3 separate regions of the Gasterosteus aculeatus genome follow, and all the other regions are linked to region 3. The links are chromatin contacts, called in public Hi-C maps. All regions are on one chromosome and are shown on one strand. Each heading gives the region's core, a stretch centred on a gene start, on an enhancer-like site or on the middle of the called end of the contact. The rest is flanking DNA. Distances are from core to core; before and after follow the strand shown.

Region 1 (3,181 bases), core at 655-3,154, 150 kb after region 3:
ACTAAAGGTAGTGAGCAGAAATCATGAATCTACTTATTGATTTAATATTTGGTCTAAAGAAATCACAAAAACTAGTAAAAGCCACAAAAAACTTGACTACTTTTATTGGTGTATTTGCTTGAAACAATAAGCTTATCGCTGGATTGACTAATAAAGTGAATGATTGCTTCAGCTCCAGCACTAAATTCCATATATTTCACCAAAATGCCCATGTTCATTGGTGCTTTCCCTCAAATCCAAAGTAAATTCCACAGAAAAAACGTCCGAAAAGTCTACGTTGCAACATTTCTTTCTCGGATCCCCGACCGTGTTCTGGTGCACGCTTGATCACTCGTGCATGCTGCGGCATTTCATCAAGGAGTGTGTGTATTCATTTGTGTTTGTTCAGTTCGGGGAGCGCTCGCCTCAGCTTGACAGTCATCTGGAGGGGCCCCGGCCCGCTCCACCCGTAAACAAGACGGGGCCAAATTAGCCGCTCAGAAAGCCCGTGGCCTTGAGTGGCGCCGTCCTGCCCCCCAGCTACATTATTGAGCCATGCTAATGATCCGGCCTCTACTCATTTACTCTCCTCTTCAGCACCATTCCGCCGGCTCTCCTCCCAGATTCAGTCCGGCTGACTTTATCATTTTTTTTTGATTTGGAAGAAAAAAAAGAAATGGAGAAAAACACACACCCAGTGGGATCGGGACTCTGAGTCTTGCTGACTGACTCTGTCTCAAGGTTCTGGTAAGCAATGCTGCTCCTCCAGGTTTTAATAAGCAGTGGAGCACAGGGTTGTGTGTGTGTGTGTGTGTTTTGTGTACATGCATGGCTGTTTGTGTGTGTGTGTGTTTTGTGCCAATTTGAACGGTGAGCCGGTAACGAGACGTGCGCCCCCTCTACCACCGCCACCAGCACCACCGCCGCCGCCGCCACAAACCAGTGCCGCACCACTGTTTACTCCAGCAAATCCTGAACGAGGCCGCGGCGCTCCGCAGACTGTTAATTGGTCATTAAAAGCAGTGGTTTGTGGGCCTCGCTAAATCTTTAAACAGGCCATGAAATAATAAAAGGGGAGGTTTGTCACCGCTGTTGGCTCCCCAGAGCGGGCGGAGAGGGGAGACGGGAACGAGCGAGAGGAAAAAGGAGTCGGGACTCGGCTTTTGATCATTATCTGCAGAATTAACATGACTGATAATAATTGCTGTGTTCATTTCGGGGGCCTTGTAAATACACGGTGGATGCGGCGGCGGATGAAAGGAGCTTGTCATTGATGTGTCGAGGGCGTAGGGAAGAGGTGGGCCGGGGGGGGGGGGGGGGGGGGAAGAGAGACCGTGGCAGCAATCGTGATTAGTGCGAAAAGACACAAAGTGTTGTTCGACACGGGCGGAGACGGAGGGAGCTCGTTGCTACCGACGCTACCGAGGACGCCGGAGGACCGGCGCCGGGCCGACGGAGACAACAGGTGCCAAAGCAAACACAACGCATTGTCTCTCTCACACACACACACACACACACACACCCTGTGGTTGTGCATTGTGCTCCTCTAAGCCCTGTGAGAGTAATGATTCTGTTATACTTGCATGACTTCTCATATATTGATTTGGACCAGGAGGAGGCCTCTCCCGTAGGGGGCCCCCCAATCCTTGCCCCTCGCCCCACCCGGCTCCTATTGTGCCTCCGTGTGCACGTGTGCAAAATACCAGCACCGTGTGTGTCCACATAGGCCCTGGGTGCAAACACACACACGCACACACACACACAAATGGGTGTGCACATGAGCACAACACACGTGACCGTAGCTCGTTGTTGGGGTATCGGTTCAAGCCGTCGATAATCATGCAGTGGACTGTGAAGGGACAGCCATGACCCAGGCTGCCCACGGTGTGCACTTCATGTGTGTCCGTGTGCGAGTGAGAGCAATCCATACAATCCTCACACACACACACACACACACACACACACACACACACACACACACACACACACACAGAGATAAAGACTGATCGCTGACCTACGTGAACTTTCCCTCCATCTGGCTGTGAGTTGGCCCGTGTGTGTGTGTGTGTCCTACACACAGCGTTTTCCTCCCCTAACTCCCACAGCCCCAGCGCCTCCCTGCTCCACCCAAACCCCCCATTGTCTCCTCTCCACCTCTCCATTGTCTCGGCTGAGAATGGAGGGATGTGCGGCCGGTTCATCGTGAAAGGAAAACTAAGAAAAAGGCCCCAAAAAACGGTTTTCTGATGTGCTGTTTGGAAAAGTCTGAACTTGTGGGACTGAAACCGTGGCTGAAATCCAACTGGGAGAAGAAAAAAAAAAGTGCTTTCTTTTCTTTTTAATTGAAAAAACAAATTCATAGTTTGTTTAAAATTTGCATAATTGTGTTGCCATTTCTTTTAATGCGCGCAGACCTCGAGTCATTTTCTTGTTTCACGTCATTCTCACAGTGTTTACGTCCACACGCGCGACAAAAAACAAACAAACATCCTCCCGCCAGTTTTCTGCCCAATCATCCAAACGCTCTCATCCTGCGACTCCTCCGCCTTCCTTTTATTGGAGAACGCTAAAAAAGAAAAAAACACATCTCACTCAAAAGGTAACAAAGCTTAAACGTGTCTCATTGCCAGTTCGACTGCTGGAGCCGGTAAAACATGATTGTGGATATATTTGACCTGTGAAGTAACATGCGGCCTTGTGGCGCGCACATGGCACATGGCGGCTAACTGGCTTTTGGCTGCCATCTTCAGGCCGCCGTGAGTATTTCCTCGACGCGCGCGGGCAACGATTCACAAGCCCCCCGGAGCTAAACATGGTGATTGTTCCTGGGTGAAAATGAGACATCCCCACCCCCAAATCTCTTCTAATGTCACTGAAGGATCCGTAGCCGAAGCCGCAACCCTAGGACTTAAAATCACGCAGCATCATTGACTGCAGCATCTGTGGACACAAACGCACGTCTCACGCATTTGCACACGTGGTAGTCATTTTCCTGGAAAGCATGAATGGTTCCCGCGCGGGGAATTAAATAGATGGGCGGGGGCTGAATGGCGAAATAATCAGCGCGGTTGGAAACGCGGTGGAGATGTTCGCAGGAAAAAAATGTCTCAAATCCAACCAGCCAAGTTTACTTTTTCACAGAGTCTGGACATCTTTTTTTATGTACACATCCATCGGGCGCATTAGAGGCGCAGTGAGGAGA
Region 2 (3,291 bases), core at 294-2,793, 190 kb after region 3:
TGCTGAAGCTTCGTTCCTTAGCAGTAGAGAAGTCAAACAGCGGTTATCACGGCAAACTTGCACTACTTCCGGGTAATTTCACTCAGTTAGGACAATTCAAATCCAGCCCTGAAGGTGCGCTCTTTGGATCAGCGTGTGGCCCACTGAGGTCAAAGGCCAATGAACCAGCAGGAAAAGCCGAATCACATGATGTTGGGCCGCGGAGGCTTACAGGGGAACATTAATCTGAGTCTTGACAGCGTGGATTGTGACATAGCAGTTCTTTGCACGTGTTCCTTTGGGCTCATATCTGCGGGACAGGCTCCCGGCGAGTCACGCGACCGATTCTTCCCCCCTCCCTCGAATATGAACATGAATAATAAAATGTGCATCTCAGCGATTATTCAACCACATCTGGATGTGACTTGAAGAAGACGAGTGAGCCGCTGGATCTTGTCGCGTTAAACAAAGAAAAGGCCTTCAAATGGAGGAGGAGTGACAGCCAGCAGGGCGAAGGCGGCCCAGAAGCATCCGGCTGCGTGGCCATTTGTTACAACACTTAAATAGTGACAGAAGCACGTGTGTCAAAATCTTACTTTAAAAGCTTCCGTGCTTTACTTTTAATTTAACGAATATCTCGGGCCTCGATCACAGGCAGAGCTGCGTCAGTAACACTTTCCATGAAGAGAGTTCTGGGTGCTCTGGACTCGGAGGGCCCCTGGGTGCACATCGCACGCGCAGGGGCCCCAAAACTCACCCATCTTCAGCAGGTCGTGCACCTGGTGGGACTGATTTAGGAGAGAGGGGAGGAGGGAGGTCGCAGTCACGTGAGCCTCACGGCTCGTTGGGGACTGACTGACCATCCGGCGTGCGGGACACGTTGTCCGCCAAACAGTCACGTGCTCAACGTCAGCGTGCCAGTAAAAGATGCGCCCGGCGTCACCGGTCCACCTGGCGGACGGCTTACCGCCACAGCGTCACCCACGTCAGCGAACACCGGGAGGCTAACTGCTCCTTCGCGGCGGGGTCGCTCCTCGGCAGCCGGCGTCACTTGCGACATGCTAAGCGCACGTCACGTCGTTAGCTTGTTTGGCTAACGACCCGTTTACCGGGGTGAGGCCACCCAAAAGGGCTAACGGTCCAACGTCTCCCCCACCCCCCTCCCCTACCTACCTTCTGTATGGATGATTTGCCACTTCTTCTCAGCCCCATGAGCAGGATCCTCGGTTTGCTGTCGGACGGCGCCGGGCTGTCCTCGATGTCGGCCTCCTCTTCGCCATAGCCGAAGTCTTTGGGGAAAGAGTCCGCGACCCCGTAGCTGTCGGCCAGCTGTTCCACCTCGTACTGAATCGACATTTTGACCCAACGACGGTCGCGTCCCCACCCCCTCGTCCCCCCTCCCCTCACCCCCTACCTGCCCCTCACCCGTGTTTGTATGAGTCGGTGTGCCACAAGCTATCGTCACACGATGAATTTGGCTTGTCAACAAAGCCCAGGCTGCTCAGAAACACCGAGCGTGATCCCACACATTTCCTTCGGATTTCCTCTCCCTTGAAAAAAAAAAAGTGGGGTTTGTCCCCGCCCCTCGATTCTGATTTGATGCCGGAATTCGTCTAAGACAGATGATTGGTCGGAAGCTCCTGTCACTCTACTGAGGTTTCTCGCTGTCACCTGACTAGTACTCGGACCTGTTTTGTGACCTATCACCCGAATAATACAAAAACGAACTCAGTTAACAAAGGTGTTTGGAGTCTTTTCAGTTTGTTTTATTAACTTTTAATTTATTCATTTTTATTTGTGATAAATTAAGAAAACATTTGACGTAGGTTGCTAAATATGAGCCGTCTAGAAAAGTGGGCATTGCCGGTGTTCTGCAGTATGACCAGCTGATGGCGGCAGAAATCAACTAGTGAAGACTTCCAATGTATTTCTACAATGTCGGAACTCATGCTGTCAATAAATGGTTCAACGTTGAAGGATTCATTTTTTGAAAGACAGGGATGCTCCACCAAATCTGGTTGAAGACCATTTGTAACACAAAAAAATCCAAACGTGGTATAGAGAGTGAATTCTTCCCCATGTCTCATTTGGAAACTAAAAAGCACTAACATAAACAAAAACAATTCTGTCAAAAACACACGTTTTTATTCATCGTAGTTGCATGTAATCAGTTAGACACACACGCGAGTTAGAACTGGGTTTATTATCTCAAGGAGTACAGCCAGGACTAAATAAATAAAAACTGTTGCCAAAGTAGGTTGAGTCAAGCCAATCACTCCGTTTGATATAACTCCGTTTAACGAGGGACACCTGAACGCAGCACTCAGCACACCACACTCGCTGCATAAACGAAACTTAAAGAGTTTACCTGCGCTTCCAAACCAGCTTTGCGGTGTCCGGCGGGACCGCGAAACTACAACTACGAGAAGAAAGTCAACTTTATAAACCACGGCAACCATGGCGCATTACCGGGTGGGTGTTTGCGCGGTTGTTCGTTTTGTCTTGAAGTGTCGCTCAGCAGAAACAGTTTTATTGACTAATGTCAATGGCTCTAACGTTAGCGGCTAGCTAGCTGAGCTCAAACGGGCTAGCTTAGCTTTAGCCACGCGTCACGGTGCTCATCAGGCAACCTGTGAATCACCTGGGATTAAACCTTTTTGGTGATAACGTTACATTAACTCACGTTAATGTCCTCAACCTGACCGCAAACTTTTTATCTTAACAATTCCTCCCTCGGGTTATTGTTCAACGTTAATTGCTATTTATAAGTGACGTTTATAAACTTGTCTTTTAATAATTGACACAGGACCTTTTAATTAAGTTAATTAACGGCCCGTGAGAAATGAAGTGTAAAGTGTTTTTTAACCACACCTGACAGTCGACAGTTTTCATATAATTGCTGACTTTTGTCTCCTTACAGGCTCCAGAAACCAAACGGGAACAGTTCAGGAGGTATCTGGAGAAAGCTGGTGTAGTGGACAGCCTGACCAGTGGTACGCACTCATTTCTCCCTGTGAGATAACAAGTAAATGTTAACGGTACCACAGAAAACCATCTGGGTTTGTACAAATTATCCTCAATCGACCGTACCGGAGTGACAGGAATGAATATCTAAATAAAAACGTAACCAAGTCCTCAAATGGCAGCTTTTTGAGTTTCGTATTATTATTATTATTATTATTATTAGCTTCGTATTATTTTATATCCAGCCCTTTTCATGCAATTGTATCTAATCGTTTGCATTTTTTTTCTTCAGTTCTGGTGTCTTTGTACGAACAACCTGAGAAGCCCAGCAATGCCCTGGAGTATCTT
Region 3 (2,937 bases), core at 108-2,607:
CCTGGCTCCTTTCTACCTCTCCCGGTTGATCTGATTATTTTTCCCTTCACGTTTTGTCCCAATAGCAAATTACCAATTCTATGAATTGCAAAGCAGCCTCAGAGACGCTGAGGGGTAGAGAGAAGGGGGTTGTGGGAGGGAGGGAGGGGGTCGGGGGGGGGGGGGGAGTAGATGCGAAGATTGAAAGGGATCTTTGCAAACACAATCACGTTCTTAAATGGAAATGCGGGGCTTTAAACAAATCTTACATCTCTGCCGTTTCCATTCGCCTAAAACTCCGCAATCAGCCACATGTTCCACTCCTCCTAAAACAGGAGCTTCTCGGGAGCCTTTTCACGCGCAGCGCCCCCATTTCAAGCATTTACCTGAAAGCAACGTTTTGCCTTCGTCTTTTCTTTTTTGTTTTGTTGTTGTTTGCAATGCATCTGCCGCGTGTTCGTTTGCTGTCACGCTCCCGCGCGCGACTGGACTCTGCGTCCAGGGGACCGCGCGCTCACGAGCGCCTTTCCACGCGGGACCTTTATACCAAAAGGTAAGTTGTCTCCTTTCTGCTGTCACCGCGTCCTCTCTGTACTCTTGTCTTCAGTGTGTGTGTGTGTGTGTGCGTGTGTGTGTGTGTGTGTTTGGAAGGTGTTGTCGGGGTCACGGGTGCTCGTCATCATCTCCTGAAAGGCGTGGTTCTTCTCCATCGTGGTTCTTCTCCATCCGCTCTTTATATATTTATTTGGGGAGAGTGGGAGACGATCCACGCAGGAGATATCGGCGTGTCCTTTTAGGGGGGTCATTTTTAATAAACTGCCCCTAAAAGGAACCGCCGATATCTTAAGGAAATATCACGATTTACTCGCAGTGCACTTTTTACTGTCTGTGTGATCGCGACGGATTTCGTTTTAAAGAAACTCTTCAAAGGATTATGTTACATTTTATCTTCTTTGATTCTCGATGATTACGTGCCTAATTTTTAAAACAGAGTAAATCTAAAAAAAAAATTAAAAAAATCATTAAACCAACACCGATATTTATGGATCGCAGTATGATTTATTGCAACTTTAGTAACCGATTGAAATTCCATTAAACGTAAATAAATAAACCCCCACGTCAGATGCACCGAGCTTCTCTGACGCGGGACGCGCGTTATTGTCGCGTCTTAAACTCCGGAGTGCGTCGCCGCGGTCGCGCTCCGTGCAGCTCTAATGAAGATGCGTCGGCCATCCTGCCCCCCCCCCCCCCCCCCCCCCCACCCACCCACCCTTCGCCTATAAAAAGCAGCGGTTTCCACCACACAGAGCCCGTCCTGTGCTTCGCCATGGAAAAGAAAGATCCAGATGCCTTGACCCCCTTTTTTTTGGTGGTGGGGGGGTGAAGAATATGGCCTTGTGCTACGCGCCGAGGTGCATTTTTGCCGGCGCGCAGTAGGTTTCCATGGCGCGCGCGGTGAAAGGGATCACACAGACATCTGTGCTGAATGACGAGCCGTCCAGGAAGCGGCGAGCGAACACTGGTGGATATAAATAAAGAAAGTCGCGAGGCGCACTCAGTTTGAACCGCGTGAGGCGAGCGTGGAGGAAGTAAGGGGATCATTTCAGCAGAAATAAGTGCGCGTGTCTGTTCTTCACCCCGAAGAACCCGTTTCTCTGATTTATTCTCGGCATGACGCGAACATGCAGGAACTAGAGAGAAAGAAGAAAATAGTTTAACACGCACAGGACACTAAACGTGCCCAAACACACCGCGCTTGCTTTATTATTTTGGAAACGATCCACGGTTGAATGCAGCGTTTTTGCGCTTCTGTAATTTGGGGAATTATAAGTAAGAATGAAGGGCCTTGTCTTTCCTTTTCCGCCAGTCACGTGTTAAATGTCCCTGACATGCAGTTTATTGTCCAATGGGACCCCGTCGACCCCTCAACTCTGCCCCGCTGCAGGATGCACTGTAGGCCCGAAGAATAAATAATAGTGCAAACAAAACCCCCAAAATCTCCCCTGACAACCAGTTACGAGTTTTCTTCATATATAAAATAATGCAGACAAGAAAACAACCTAAAATGATGTTTTTGAAGACAAAAGTTATATTTTCTGGACGGGTTATTTTTGTCCTCATATAAGGTTCTAAATATTCAAACACTGAAGTAAAGTTTAAGCTAATAATCGACTTTTATTACCACAGATGCACCTGAAATAATCCGCTCCCACTCTTAAAATGGCCTCACATCAGATGTTAAATAAAAGTCTTCCTCTATTCCACGGGGAACATCTCGACCTGCCACGAGCTATGTTTAGATTTTAAAATTCATGTGATGTACCCTCCAACCACAGCAAGTAGAATAATATCCACCAACGCACTCAATCAGATAATTGTATTTCGTTTCCAGTTTTCTTTTTCTTCTTCCTTTTTTTTTTTTGATGGACATGCGTAATAGGCACTAAATATGCAGCAGGGAAAAGGCCTGTTTGCCGTCCAGTTTGAAGCCCAAATCGTCCCGTGCTTTTCAGGTAACTTTTTTTTTTGCTTTCTTTTTTTTTTTGGCTAATGAACTTGGGCTACTCTGCCAACATCCCCCTGAGAATGAATGCAAGAGGGTGGGGGGGAGTGCTTTTCTTGGTGGTAAAAGGTGCGAGTTTCCTCCTCTATCTCCCGGCTAATTAGGCGGGGTCTGAACACGGCAGAATGAATATTCATGAATGGCACCAGTGCGCAATTAGTAGTGGAGAGAGTTCCTAACTTCAATCCCCCAAACAAACGCAGCTTGCAGAGGAATGGGGTACCGCCTTCCCCCCCCCCCCCAACCCCCCCTCACACACACTCCATGTGTCTCTGCTTCTGCTCAAGCACTCTTTTCAGCCCCCCCCCCACCACACACACTTATTCTGTCAACTCTTATCAGCCAGTCTCCTGCTCCTGTTTTCAAAGCAGCCACCCAACATGAGTGACTTGTGC

What was found. A called contact is a pair of places that touch in the nucleus more often than the background predicts.
Region 1: a contact with region 3 is called in a Hi-C map of skeletal muscle, with 3 times the contacts expected there. The contact joins the enhancer-like site here to the promoter of pou3f1 in region 3. A contact is called at or near these places in 2 of 6 Hi-C or Micro-C datasets (skeletal muscle and whole body).
Region 2: a Hi-C map of skeletal muscle shows a contact between it and region 3, with 4 times the contacts expected there. The contact joins the promoter of rragca here to the promoter of pou3f1 in region 3. A contact is called at or near these places in 4 of 6 Hi-C or Micro-C datasets (liver, skeletal muscle and tail fin).

The regions. Positions count from the first base shown.
Region 1 is chr20:3,064,132-3,067,312 of fGasAcu3.hap1.1, forward strand. No RefSeq gene overlaps it. Among protein-coding and RNA genes, the nearest start is that of rragca, 42 kb to the right of the region's middle. Within about 2 kb of position 1,905, at least 1 of the 9 cell types and tissues checked has open chromatin away from gene starts, as enhancers often do.
Region 2 is chr20:3,106,411-3,109,701 of fGasAcu3.hap1.1, forward strand. rragca (Ras-related GTP binding Ca) reads right to left here and starts at 1,544. Exons shown (of 7, transcript XM_040164198.2): 1 at 1,153-1,544. The coding sequence starts at 1,335. It overlaps LOC120810014 (c-Myc-binding protein), which reads left to right and starts at 2,153. Exons shown (of 5, transcript XM_040164210.2): 1 at 2,153-2,451; 2 at 2,900-2,972; 3 at 3,236-3,284. The coding sequence starts at 2,437.
Region 3 is chr20:2,918,909-2,921,845 of fGasAcu3.hap1.1, forward strand. It overlaps pou3f1 (POU class 3 homeobox 1), which reads right to left and starts at 1,358. Exons shown (of 1, transcript XM_040166067.2): 1 at 1-1,358.